2 separate regions of the Mus musculus genome follow, and region 1 is linked to region 2. The links are chromatin contacts, called in public HiChIP or PLAC-seq maps. All regions are on one chromosome and are shown on one strand. Each heading gives the region's core, a stretch centred on a gene start, on an enhancer-like site or on the middle of the called end of the contact. The rest is flanking DNA. Distances are from core to core; before and after follow the strand shown. Region 1 overlaps Bcar3 (breast cancer anti-estrogen resistance 3). Region 2 holds the start of Pde5a (phosphodiesterase 5A, cGMP-specific).

The links. HiChIP or PLAC-seq counts read pairs in DNA pulled down with a chosen protein or histone mark.
Region 1: a FOXA1 HiChIP or PLAC-seq map of pancreatic cancer cells shows a contact between it and region 2. The contact joins the enhancer-like site here to the promoter of Pde5a in region 2. A contact is called at or near these places in 2 of 484 Hi-C or Micro-C datasets (extraembryonic endoderm stem cells and pre-megakaryocyte-erythroid progenitors), 2 of 115 datasets of contacts at active chromatin or transcription factors (pancreatic cancer cells and stem cell-derived neural progenitor cells) and 2 of 9 other capture datasets (adipose tissue and liver).

The regions. Positions count from the first base shown.
Region 1 is chr3:122,518,919-122,524,399 of GRCm38.p6, reverse strand. It overlaps Bcar3 (breast cancer anti-estrogen resistance 3), which reads right to left. Exons shown (of 12, transcript NM_013867.3): 8 at 5,022-5,137; 9 at 1,060-1,231. Among named protein-coding and RNA genes, the nearest start is that of Mir7657, 20 kb to the left of the region's middle. Within about 2 kb of position 2,924, at least 114 of the 459 cell types and tissues checked have an H3K27ac peak or open chromatin away from gene starts, as enhancers often do. A contact at or near this core is called in extraembryonic endoderm stem cells, pancreatic cancer cells and pre-megakaryocyte-erythroid progenitors, where this site is marked.
Region 2 is chr3:122,726,600-122,732,040 of GRCm38.p6, reverse strand. It overlaps Pde5a (phosphodiesterase 5A, cGMP-specific), which reads right to left and starts at 2,883. Exons shown (of 21, transcript NM_153422.2): 1 at 2,674-2,883. The coding sequence starts at 2,795.

The sequences.
Region 1 (5,481 bases), core at 1,675-4,174, 210 kb after region 2:
GCCAATTATACTCTGACTTCTAGGACATATGACTGAGCTGTATCCCTCTGTGGGAAGGATGGCTATTTATGAGCACCTGGCAGGATTTCGGAGCTAATCTGTGTGTAGGTAACAGCCAAGATAAAAGACCCAGCAGTGTTGACGCTGCTGGCCGAACCTGGCTTGACTGACTGACTCTACCACTCAGAGTTCTTTAAGCACCTACGTGAGGGAAAGCGGACCTGAGCAGCAGAGACAGCAGACCTCCCTTCCTTCACAGTGGAGGCCCATTGTGTTTGACAGGCTTCTGAAAGCATCCGCCAGTGCACACAAAGGCAGAGACCCTGCCTGAGATATTCTAGCCGAGGAGCTACATCATCAGTGAGACAGCGAGACAACTTCCTAAATGAAGTACCTTGGGGAAGATGCTTTGAGACAAATCGAGTCTAGCGCAGAGGTTCTCAACCTTCCTCATGCTACAATGCCCTGTAATACAGTTCCTCCTGTCACAGTGACCCCCCCAAACCATAAAATACCACTTCATAACTATCACTTTGCTATTGTTACAGATTGTAATGTACATGTCTGATATGTAACATGTCTGGCATGTGACCCCTTTGACGCCCAAAGAAGTCGGGACCCACAGATTGAGGACCGCTGGTCTAGGGAATCTCTGATACAAGTTCCTTAAATGCCTCGGTTTCCCCAGTCATTACCCCAAATAGCCACATCCCTGGTGACCCAAGTGGATGCAGCCTCTGTCATACCACAGACTCCAGCATGGTGTCTTGCCCTGACTGGTTCTTCAGGAATACTGCTTGTTAGCAGTGAGGCTAACTCTTGTTATTTTGCATCAAAGATGAGATATTGAACTATGATCAATTACCAGTGTTTTTAGAAACAGAATCAAAATGCTAAGGACAGTGCTCTCGGTTGCCTGTCCCTGGCGTGGCTTTCACTAACGTTTATCTTTAGAGGTTGGCCAGAGCAGTCAGACGTGCATGGTGGAGACGTATAGAACTCTTTGACGAGTGTTGAATGCATGCTTGTGTGGGAGGCTGCACAAAGCCAGCATCTCACCTGAGGCATCTCCAGGGCTTTCATGATGGCAGAGAAAGCATAGAGGTCTCCCATGGCATCCTTCAGTTCCACCGCCACCTGGATGATCTTATTGAGGGTACCCGCTCGGTTCTCCAGTGTGCCTGTGCAGCCCAGAATGTCCACAGCAATGCCAATGGCCATGGTGTTGTGCCTAAGGAGAAGACCAAAGGGTCGGGCTCGGATCGACAAGATGAGGAGAAAATGGCTTTAATCATCAGAAGGGCTATTTGTGTGCCACTGGCTGGGAGCCAGTTTGGAAAGCTGATTTCGATAAAGTCCATCCAACACCAGGTAAAGAATGTACCATGATCAGAACCAGGCTCACCCATGGACATGGGAGCACGAGGTGGCCCACAAGGGCAGGAGGACCTCAGAGGTGCGTGTTCTCTCTCTTACCATGAGAGGCACGAGGAGATAGCAGGTTTCCCAACATACAGGAAGACTGGAGCTCCACTTAGTGGGAATAGAAAAGGAGAGACAGGGGTGAGTGTGAGAGAGAGAGACGGAGACGGGGAGGGGGGATAGGGAGAATATGAACTTGATTCAAGATGTCACAGGTATCAGAACAAGAGAAGAGAGGAGGCAAGAAGAGTGTTCTGCAGCCCCAACACAGGCGCCTGAGAGACTGAAACACAGGCAGGAATTTGCTGTAAGGTCAGACCCCAATAAAACAGAGGATCTACTCCCCACCCCCAATTCTCCTTTTTTCTCACCCTAAATTGCAAGGGTCACACTCAAGAGCCTTAGGGCAGGAAACATGGTGACTTTTCTGCACATAACAATGGGACCCTATGTGCAGGGTCTGTCTTGGCAGGAAGCTCAGACAGTGACCAGTTCCTTCCCCCTCTGAACCCAGGAATTTACTGCACTGGGCTAAAATTGTCTTAGTCTTCCAGGCTACTATGCAAGAACTGGAAGTAAAATTGTAGCTATGACGCCCGCCTTGCCTTTGAAACTCCAGGGTCATACTCTCCTGAAAGCTCATCCCGGGGCTGTTGTTCCCGGCTGTGTCTCGCCCTTGTTGAGCAGAGGTGGTAGTGACTCAGAGCACACTTAGTCTTCCCAATTCTCCTAATACCTGTTAACTGAGTTATGAGCTCTGGTGTCTTTAAGTGTCGTGTGTGTGTATGTGTGTGTGTGTGTGTGTGTGTGTGTATGTGTAGAGTACTCACTTGCAAAGCAGGGACAACGTTTGTAAAATATAAACTGTGGTCACAAAAATAACATCACCTCTATCTATATTTGTAAGCCCCCAACCCCCACCTTCCTCCCTCTCTTTCTCTCATCCCCCTCTCCAAGGCACTGGGGACTCAACCCAGGGCCTTGTACATCCAAGACAAGCCCTCTACACCTGACTTCTGTCCCTAGCTCATCTTAATCTTTAACTTTGAGTCAAGGTCTCATCCATTTGCCTCTTCAGTTACTGAATTTGTGGTCCTCCTGCCTCAGTCTCCTGTATAAGCTATAACTGACAGGCTTGTCCCCATCAGACCTGGCCACCTTGACTCACTTTGTCTGTCTGTCCCATCTCTTTCCTTTTCTCCCAACTATGTCCCATTCCTGATTTCTTGTCTTTCTAACCAATGAATCCGACCAGATTCCCAGATAAACTTGGAATACTTGTTGGAAGAGTTCTCTCTCTTAGTAAAAGCATTAACAATGTTAATTCAACCCTACACCCCAGGGGCTTCAACTAACAAGGAACCAATTCCCCCTGCTTTGTTCTTGTGGTGTGCCATCAGTGGCTAACTGGCTAATGACAATCACTTGCTTAGTATCTGCTGGGGACTTCCTGGTGCTGTGTGGGGATGACTCAGTCTGTGGCCACAGCTAGCCATACCCACCTTTTATCAGATGAATGCTTCCAGCTTAGCCTGCCTAGGAATGAGGTAGTAAATTAGACGTCAAGGGTAGCCAGTGTTTGATTCCAGAACAAGGAAATGAAGTCACTGTGCAATTCAGGGCACCTAAGACCTTGGCTTTTACTTAGTTAACACACTGTAACTAGTCAAACTATCCCCCAGGCTCTGTGAGTAGATCCCACAGTCAGAGAGAGATAGAAACAAATGAGGGTGCAAGAGGCTAGGCAAGCAGCAAAAAGGGAGGGATCGTGACAGAGCTGAAGTCAGAAGACAAGCAAGAGAGAGGCTGGCCAGGGCTTAGGCCCAGAGCTCAGGCCCCAGCGCACCTCTAGGTGCCAGGAAGAAAAGGTGTCTGGAGATCCCAGACTGCACTGCATCTACTCGGAATGAGGAAGTGAGGGTGACCACTCCACCCAGACAACCACAGGGGAGGAGGCTGAAGTGAGAAGTCTTGTCAGGAAGAGCAGGTGGCTCAGAAGTCAGACATGAAATTCCCCAAAGCTTGCCTGAACAAAGTTGGGGGGTTCATTTTCTAACACATCTGTCCTCCCTCTGGCCACCCCCCAGCCTCCGCCTCACTCCCTCAAAGCCATTTGTTTTGTGTTTTTATTTGTTATGACTATGTCTCCATATGTAGCCTAGGCTGGACTCCCTGCATGTATGACATATATTCCCTGTATATATGACATATACTCCCTGTATATATGGCATACACTCCCTGTATATATGACATAAACTCCCTATATATATGACACAGACTCCCTGTATATGACAGGCTGGCCTGGAAATTATGATCCTCCTTCCCGCGGCTTTACCAGTGCTGGAGTTACAGACATGCCACCCCACACTCAGATTTGTAAAGTTGTGTGGAATGCAGCCTTTATTCCCAGAGGCCAACAGCTGCTTGCACAAGTGGGTATTAACACTTAAATTTAAAATGTTTCCTCTCTTCATTGCCTCTGCCACCCACATACAGTAGCCACAACAGTCAGTGGTTTGAGCACATTCCTGCACCATAGAAAACTCAACTGGCCAGGGCTGTACCCAACAATATTGGAAGCTAAAACAGTCAGGGTGACCGGGAGATAATTTGCACACTAGTGAGAATGAGAGGGAAAGGGAGAGGGACAGAGGGAGGGAGGGAGGGAGGGAGAGAGAGGGAAAGAGAGGCCAGCTTTTATTTTAATATGAAAATCAAGTCTTGTGTTTCTTGTGTTAAAAGTGTGTCTCATCTCTAAAGATCCATGTTCAAGGGCATGCTTTGGCTTTGCTTCATGGTTTGTTTATTGTTTGTGAAAAGGCTTTATTTATAGCCTGGGCTGGACTTAGTCATCCTGCTCCAGCCCCCAAGTCCTGAGGTTACAGATGCCCGTGTGTTTTAATGAACACCTAGTGTGGTGGTGAGAGAATCTAGAATCTGCCAGTACATGGGCCCCTGGGGGCTTTATTAGCTGAGGTAGGAAGACAGGGCCCTGTAGGCAGCAGCGCTCCCCAGCTGGGACCCTGCTAAGGGCATGGGGCAAAAGCTTGCATTCCTGACCGAGGACACAGCATGACCACATCCTTCACGTTCCTGCTGTCTTGGCTTCCCCACCATGAGGGGCTGTGAACTGAGATAAACCCTTTCTTGGGATGCTCTTGCCAGGGTGATTTAGTGCTGCGACAAGGAAAGACACTAAGTACCCAGGGGCTGCTGTTTCTGGAAAATGGCAGTGTGGTTTCACAGCCTGGGGAACCCCAGTCCTCTGGAGCATCCCTTAAAGAAAGAGGTCAGAACCCGTTCTCCTCAGTCTTTCCAGATCCTAATTCTTCGGGAGGTCTTAAGCTCAGAGACACCGGGAGATGCTCCTGAGGGGAGGAAGGCAGCAGGAGGTGCAGCGTTCTGGCTGCAGCCACGCCAGCCAGGGCTTCAAAGGAGGCCACCCTCCAGCCACTGTTCAGGAATGGGGCAAGGGAGGTGTGATGTCCCAGACATAGCTCAGGCTTGAGGGAGAGTCACAGTCAGATGCTGCTCCTCTCCCTCCTCCCCCGATCCCCACCCCTATCCTGCTGCACGGGACGCAGAGACAGCAAGCTCACCTCTCGATGATGTCCAGGCGCAGCTGCCGTCCATGAGGTAAAGTAATGAGCTCCAACCCAGAGCTCACACCCATGCTCCTCTTCCTGTCTTCAGAGACTTCGAGTATCCTAGCAACCTGTCAGGAGCCGAGGAGAGAGGAAGGCGCTAGATCAGAAAGTGTGTTGGCCCGGGTTCATTTAGTGCGAGGAAAGAAAGAACTAAGTACCTGCGAGCCCTGTGGCTGAGGATGCAATGTGTCTGGATTTCTTTGAGTGACTGCATGCGAAATGTTTCTTATATATGATATTTGAAGATCTTAATGTACATCATAAACTATAAAACTGAGTGAGGGGCTGGGGAAAATAGTTTGGTCTATGCATTGCTGGCTGTGTGAGCATGAGAACGGGAATTTGATTCCTAATGTTCACGTAATAAGACAGGCATGGTTGTGTGGGCTCCTAACCATCAGCGCTGAGGAGC
Region 2 (5,441 bases), core at 1,634-4,133:
TTCGCTGTAAATGTCTGCATGTTAAAACCTCCAATTAATGCAGTCCTGGAGGAGTCTAAACTGCTTAGATTGGTGAGGGTGGAGATGTCCACTTGCAATTCACTAGGAAAACGATGTTAATTTTCATGCCAACAGATGATGTTATAACTTGTTCAACTTTCACACTCAAATTCATACAAATGGGCTGTGACGACTGAAAAGCTTCCGTTCATCCCTTTGTTCAATTCCACGCAGAAGGCCCTCAGCCTACATATTCCTAGATTGTTGTTCTTTATGTCAATAACTTTCTGAACTTTCTCCTTTTAAAAATATGAAGGCCTGAATTATTTTAAAGCATTTTACACTTTCATCTTCCAAATTGCACTCTTAACACACACACATACACATACACACACACACACACACGGACATGCACACAGCACACACATAATGTCCTAACTTGAAAAAGTCTTTTGGGGCCTCAGAATATCTAATTTTACAGTTAGCATTGTAATTGAGGCTTTAATTGTATTTTTATTTGTAATTTTAATTTCTACTTGAGAGGGGGAAAAATTAATAGTAAATGTATCAAAGGACTCTTTTTTACTTTCAACTACAATGTTGCTACTCTTTCAAGGTTTTTGGAAGGTTTAACAGTGCCCTAGCCTAGGACCACTCAAAAACCTCCAGTAAGCTATCCATAGTTTGTCTTTAAAGCGGAGAGGGTAAAACAAAGAACGGGTCATTTTTGCTGTATTTTTAGCTTTCAACTGTTAACAACAGCCCATCTAAAGAACATCTCCAAAGCATACTTTAAAACTCAGCCCTGCTCTCTGGCCCCTCCCCATTTTCTGTGCTCTAATTCAAAGGGAGCAGAGGATGGGAGTGTACAGTGAAAGGACACGGGAGACAGAAGGTCTCAAGAGTAACTAGTGACCCCTGGAAACTGGTGGTTCCCAGCAAGATAATTCTAGGTCGAGATGGTCTGTCTTGGTGCTTCGGCTCAAACTTCCTGTAATGTTTTAAAAAGAAACCGCTCTACTTTCTGTGTTATCATCCGATCCCTCTATGCTCAGAATTTGATGGGGAAAGGCTTAATAATGGGGGTGGGAGGTGAAAGGAGGGCTGGGTACTTAGAGTATATCTGGGCTGGAGAGAGCGCTCAGCCATGAAAGGCTAGACTCACAAGCAAAACGCCAAAACTGTCCAGAAGAGGCTCCGTGAGAAAAGAGAGAAAACTGACCCCCATGTAGTATCTCCGTGAAAAAGCAAGGTGAGACAAAGTCATACTGCCCGTCTATCGGGCGGCTTCATCTCCCGCAGGTGTGAGGGGTGCCCCCGCCAGCCGCTAACCCCCGCAGCCCTTCCCCAGACAAAGTGGCCAGCGGGATGTTGAAGGAAGTACCTCGTTTTGTCTCCAAAGGGCAACATAGCAAAGGTGGGGCGCTCGTTTGCGAACTCCTCGGATGGTGGACTCGGGAGACTCTGGGGGCCGACGGAGTTCCGTGAGTGCCCGACCGGCTCCCCTACTGCCCCCGCCGCCTCTTCGCTGCGGGTCGCCGGCTGCGGACCCCGCGTTGCGTCGCCCCCTGGCGGGCAGCGCCCGGCCGAGTGGCGGCCGCGCTCGGGCGAGTCCCCACCGGCTCGTCCACCATCCCCGCCCGGCGAGAGTCGCCCTCCCGGCTCGGGCGGCCAGCACCAGCTGCTCGACGGCCGTTGCCCCAAGGCGCCGGTGGCGGGGCTCCAGCCCCTTCTCCAAAGCAGAGCTGGTTAGTTCAGCCCAGATCGGCGCGCCGGAGGCAAGCGCGCGCGCGGGCTTCACGGCGACTCCTCGAGCTTCGGGGGACCCGCCCGCCACGCACTCCGCTCCACCCTCTCGTCCCTCCGCTCCACTCTCAAGTCTGCGCGAGCCCCGACTGCCCGTGCAGCAGTCGGATCCTAAAGGACAGGCTCCCTTCTCCACGCCCTCCGCAGCGGCCTCCCGGCGTTTGGCTCGAGACCAGGAAGAACTGGCCTCTGGGGTGCTCCGGGTCCCCGGGTCCCCGAGTCCGCCCGGGCCGCCTCCCTCCCGCCCTTTGTGTGCGCGCCGCAAAGCTCCGCGAAAATCCTCCTTGCGGCGACGCAGCCAGAAGAGGGATGACCAGAGGACTATTGGGGGACCAAAGGCGACAGTCCTCACTGGGGGCGACCCGGGCAAGCTGCGGCACCCAGGCTTCCCGGTGGCCTGGTCCAGACCCCCCCGGCTTCCCCGCCCCTCCAGGGTCAGAGCAAGCCGGGCAGGGGAGGAGCACGACCACAGGGACGCGCCCGCAGTGGTGCTTCCGGAGCCGCTGGGAAGGGGCTCTGGCTTGTTTTGGTTTTTGCTAAGCGGGTTTGGGAGGGAAACCGGGAGAGTAGAGGGGAGGGGAGAAGGCCCGGGAGAGTAATCTTGCTCCAGGGCCGGGTGTACGCTTTTGTTTTTAACTTCGTGGGCAAGTCCTTTCTAATCCGACGCCTCGCTTCTCAACTGTGCTCCCTTTAAGTAGAGGACTCCAGTCCGTACTGGGACCGAGAAGCTACTTCCGAAGCAAAGGGCCTGGGAACGGGGATTGTTTAATGTTGGATCGAGGGGAAAATTCAATGGTGGGGGAGAGAGATCAGCCTCAGGTCACGCTTCATGTCCCTGGCTGTGTCCTTTGTGGCTCCTCTTCTTACCTGGTGGCCTTTCTAATAAAGTAAGAGAAGGTAAAGTCCCGGTGATCATCCAGCCACGCTTCCACCCAGTCCGGGTCCCGCTGCTGCTGCGACCGCACGGAGTTGGGGCCCGCTCGTTCCATGGTGCTTGCCGCGCGTCTCTGCGGCTCGGAGGTGCCGGATTTCCACCTCTCTCTCTCAGAGGAGCAGGACAGTGTTCGAGACCCTCCCCTTTTGCCTTTATTCGTCCCTGCAGTGTCTCAGCGAAGCCACAGAGACGCGGGCCGGCCCCGGAGCTCGCTCAGCCCCGCCCCTCCAGGTCCCCGAGGTTCCCAGGTGGCGGGCGTCCTCCTTGGGGTCCCGCGGAAACCGGCTTTCTGCATCTGCCTCGGCGCTGACTGGCGAGCCCTCCGGAAGCCAAGTGGCCAAGGCTAGAAGGACTCCAGACCGCCGCTGGGGTGCGCTGTGGGCCGAGTCAGCTTCCCTCTATGCGCAAAGGTGACAGTGGGTGGATTTGCAATTCCCAACCAACCAACTCTAGGACAGAAAGATCACAGTGAGGACTCATCTACAGTCCAGAAGGCAAGAGGCAGGAGCTTCACTAGAAAGTGTGGGAAAAAGTTAACGTGATTGTTTTTCTTCGTTCTTAGTAGTACAGGGACAGCCCCACCTCACTTTTCTCCTTAAGCAACTCTTGGTGGAGAGGACCCAGAACCTATCTCCCTCACAGCAGCCCTCCCAGTGACTCCGGAAAGCACTCCAACCCTACAAGCTAGGGAGAGACATGAGGAAGAAACCGCTATGACAAACCTGCAGGTACGGGACACAGTGGCTTCCATCAAAACCACATCCGAGCTTAAGGCTAACATCAGTTGTAATCATTGATTCATACACCAAAGACCCTCCTTATGGAAGCGCAAGATTCGGTTAGACATAGGACATAAAAATGACAACCACCTGTCCTTGGCCTGTGAATTTTGAAGCTAAGACTACCTCTACACGATTCTGCTGACTTACGAACCCTAACACTAGCTACCCATGTACAACTGGGAACACCCAGTTAGCCTGATTTAAAATGAACTCATTTGTATTTAACTGGCATCGATACCTCAGAAATAGTATTGCCTTACATTGCTTATTGCTGTGATAAAATTCCATGACCAAAGCAACACATGATAAATTATATTAGATTTTAAAATGACAGTTCTCTCCTGATATGTTACTATGACATTAAATATGCTTAGCGAATAGGGAGTTTCCCCTTGTTGGTGAACCCCACCCCCACCCCATATCTACACATTCCTCCTACCAGGAAGTCACCTGATTTAAAACTGAACTCTGGGATAATAGCTAGAAATTGGGCCTTAACTGTTTGTGCCCGCTCCCTCCAAAGTTCATATTGACACTTCATTCTGGCTGAGTGGTTAAGAGTTCTTCCTTCGGGGGCTGGTGAGATGGCTCAGTGGGTAAGAGCACCCGACTGCTCTTCCGAAGGTCAGGAGTTCAAATCCCAGCAACCACATGGTGGCTCACAACCATCCATAACAAGATCTGACTCCCTCTTCTGGAGTGTCTGAGGACAGCTACAGTGTACTTACATATAATAAATAAATAAATATAAAAAAAAAAAAAAAAGAGTTCTTCCTTCACCCGACCCCCCCCCCAAGCTCCCAGGGACTAAACCACCAACCAAGGAGTACATATGAAGGGACCCATGGCTCCAGCCTCATATGTAGCAGAGGATGGCCTTGTCGGACATCAACGGAAGAAGAGGAGGCCCTTGGTCCTGTAGGCTAGGGCGAGTAGGCAGAAGTGGGTGGGTTGGGGAACAGCCTCATAGATGCAGGAGGAGGGGGAATGGGATAGGGGGCTTCGGGGGCAGGGGGTGACAATATTTGAAATGCAAATAAAGAAAATATCCAATAAAAAGAGTCCTTCCTTCTATTCCATAAGTTGGGGTTCAGTTCCAAAGCTGTCTTTGCTGGTTAAGTCATTTCTTCCCTCTCTTCTCTGCTATCTCCACTTCTACCTCCAGACCTGTGGCCAACAGCCAGCTTTGCCTGATAAATCTCTCCTCCTCTGTCCCACCAGTCTCGCCATATCCACACCCACAGGGCTAGTGCAGGACAAGGTTCCAATACCACCTTTGCTCGTTCTAGTCCAATCAAAGAATTCATGCGCCAGCTAAGTCACCCAGCCACTGCACCGGCCCAGTCTAAGACAGGACAAATTCTTACCTCAAACACAACCAAAGAAAGAAGGTCACACTCACAAGTCACATTACAAGCACAATATAAACAGCCAAGATGCTATGTGTCCCTTCGAACACAGTAGTCCTATAGAAATGTTTTCTACTAAGAATTACTTCGATGAACCTCAGAACACAACATTTAAAAGAACAATCATAAACTTTATCAAAGAATTCAAGAAAATTAAAGAAGACACAGGCGCCACATTGAACTTTGAGATAACAATAAATGCCTGAGTGACATTCAAGAAAATAGCAATATATACCTGAAAGAAATTACAAAGACAATTTAGGGTTTGAAATCAGGATTAAATAAGGAGATAGCAATATTGAAGAGAATTCCTGCTAAAGTGTAAACACAATGGAAAAAACTCAATAACCTGACTAAAGAACTCAAGAGACAGCCTTACAAACAGAATAGATTGAAGATTAGACAAAGCAATCAAAGATGGTGGAAAAAATTTCAAGTACAGAAAATGAATATGCAGAAAGTGTATAACACTAACACCATGGTAAGAGTAATTCCTTGAATTTTCATGTA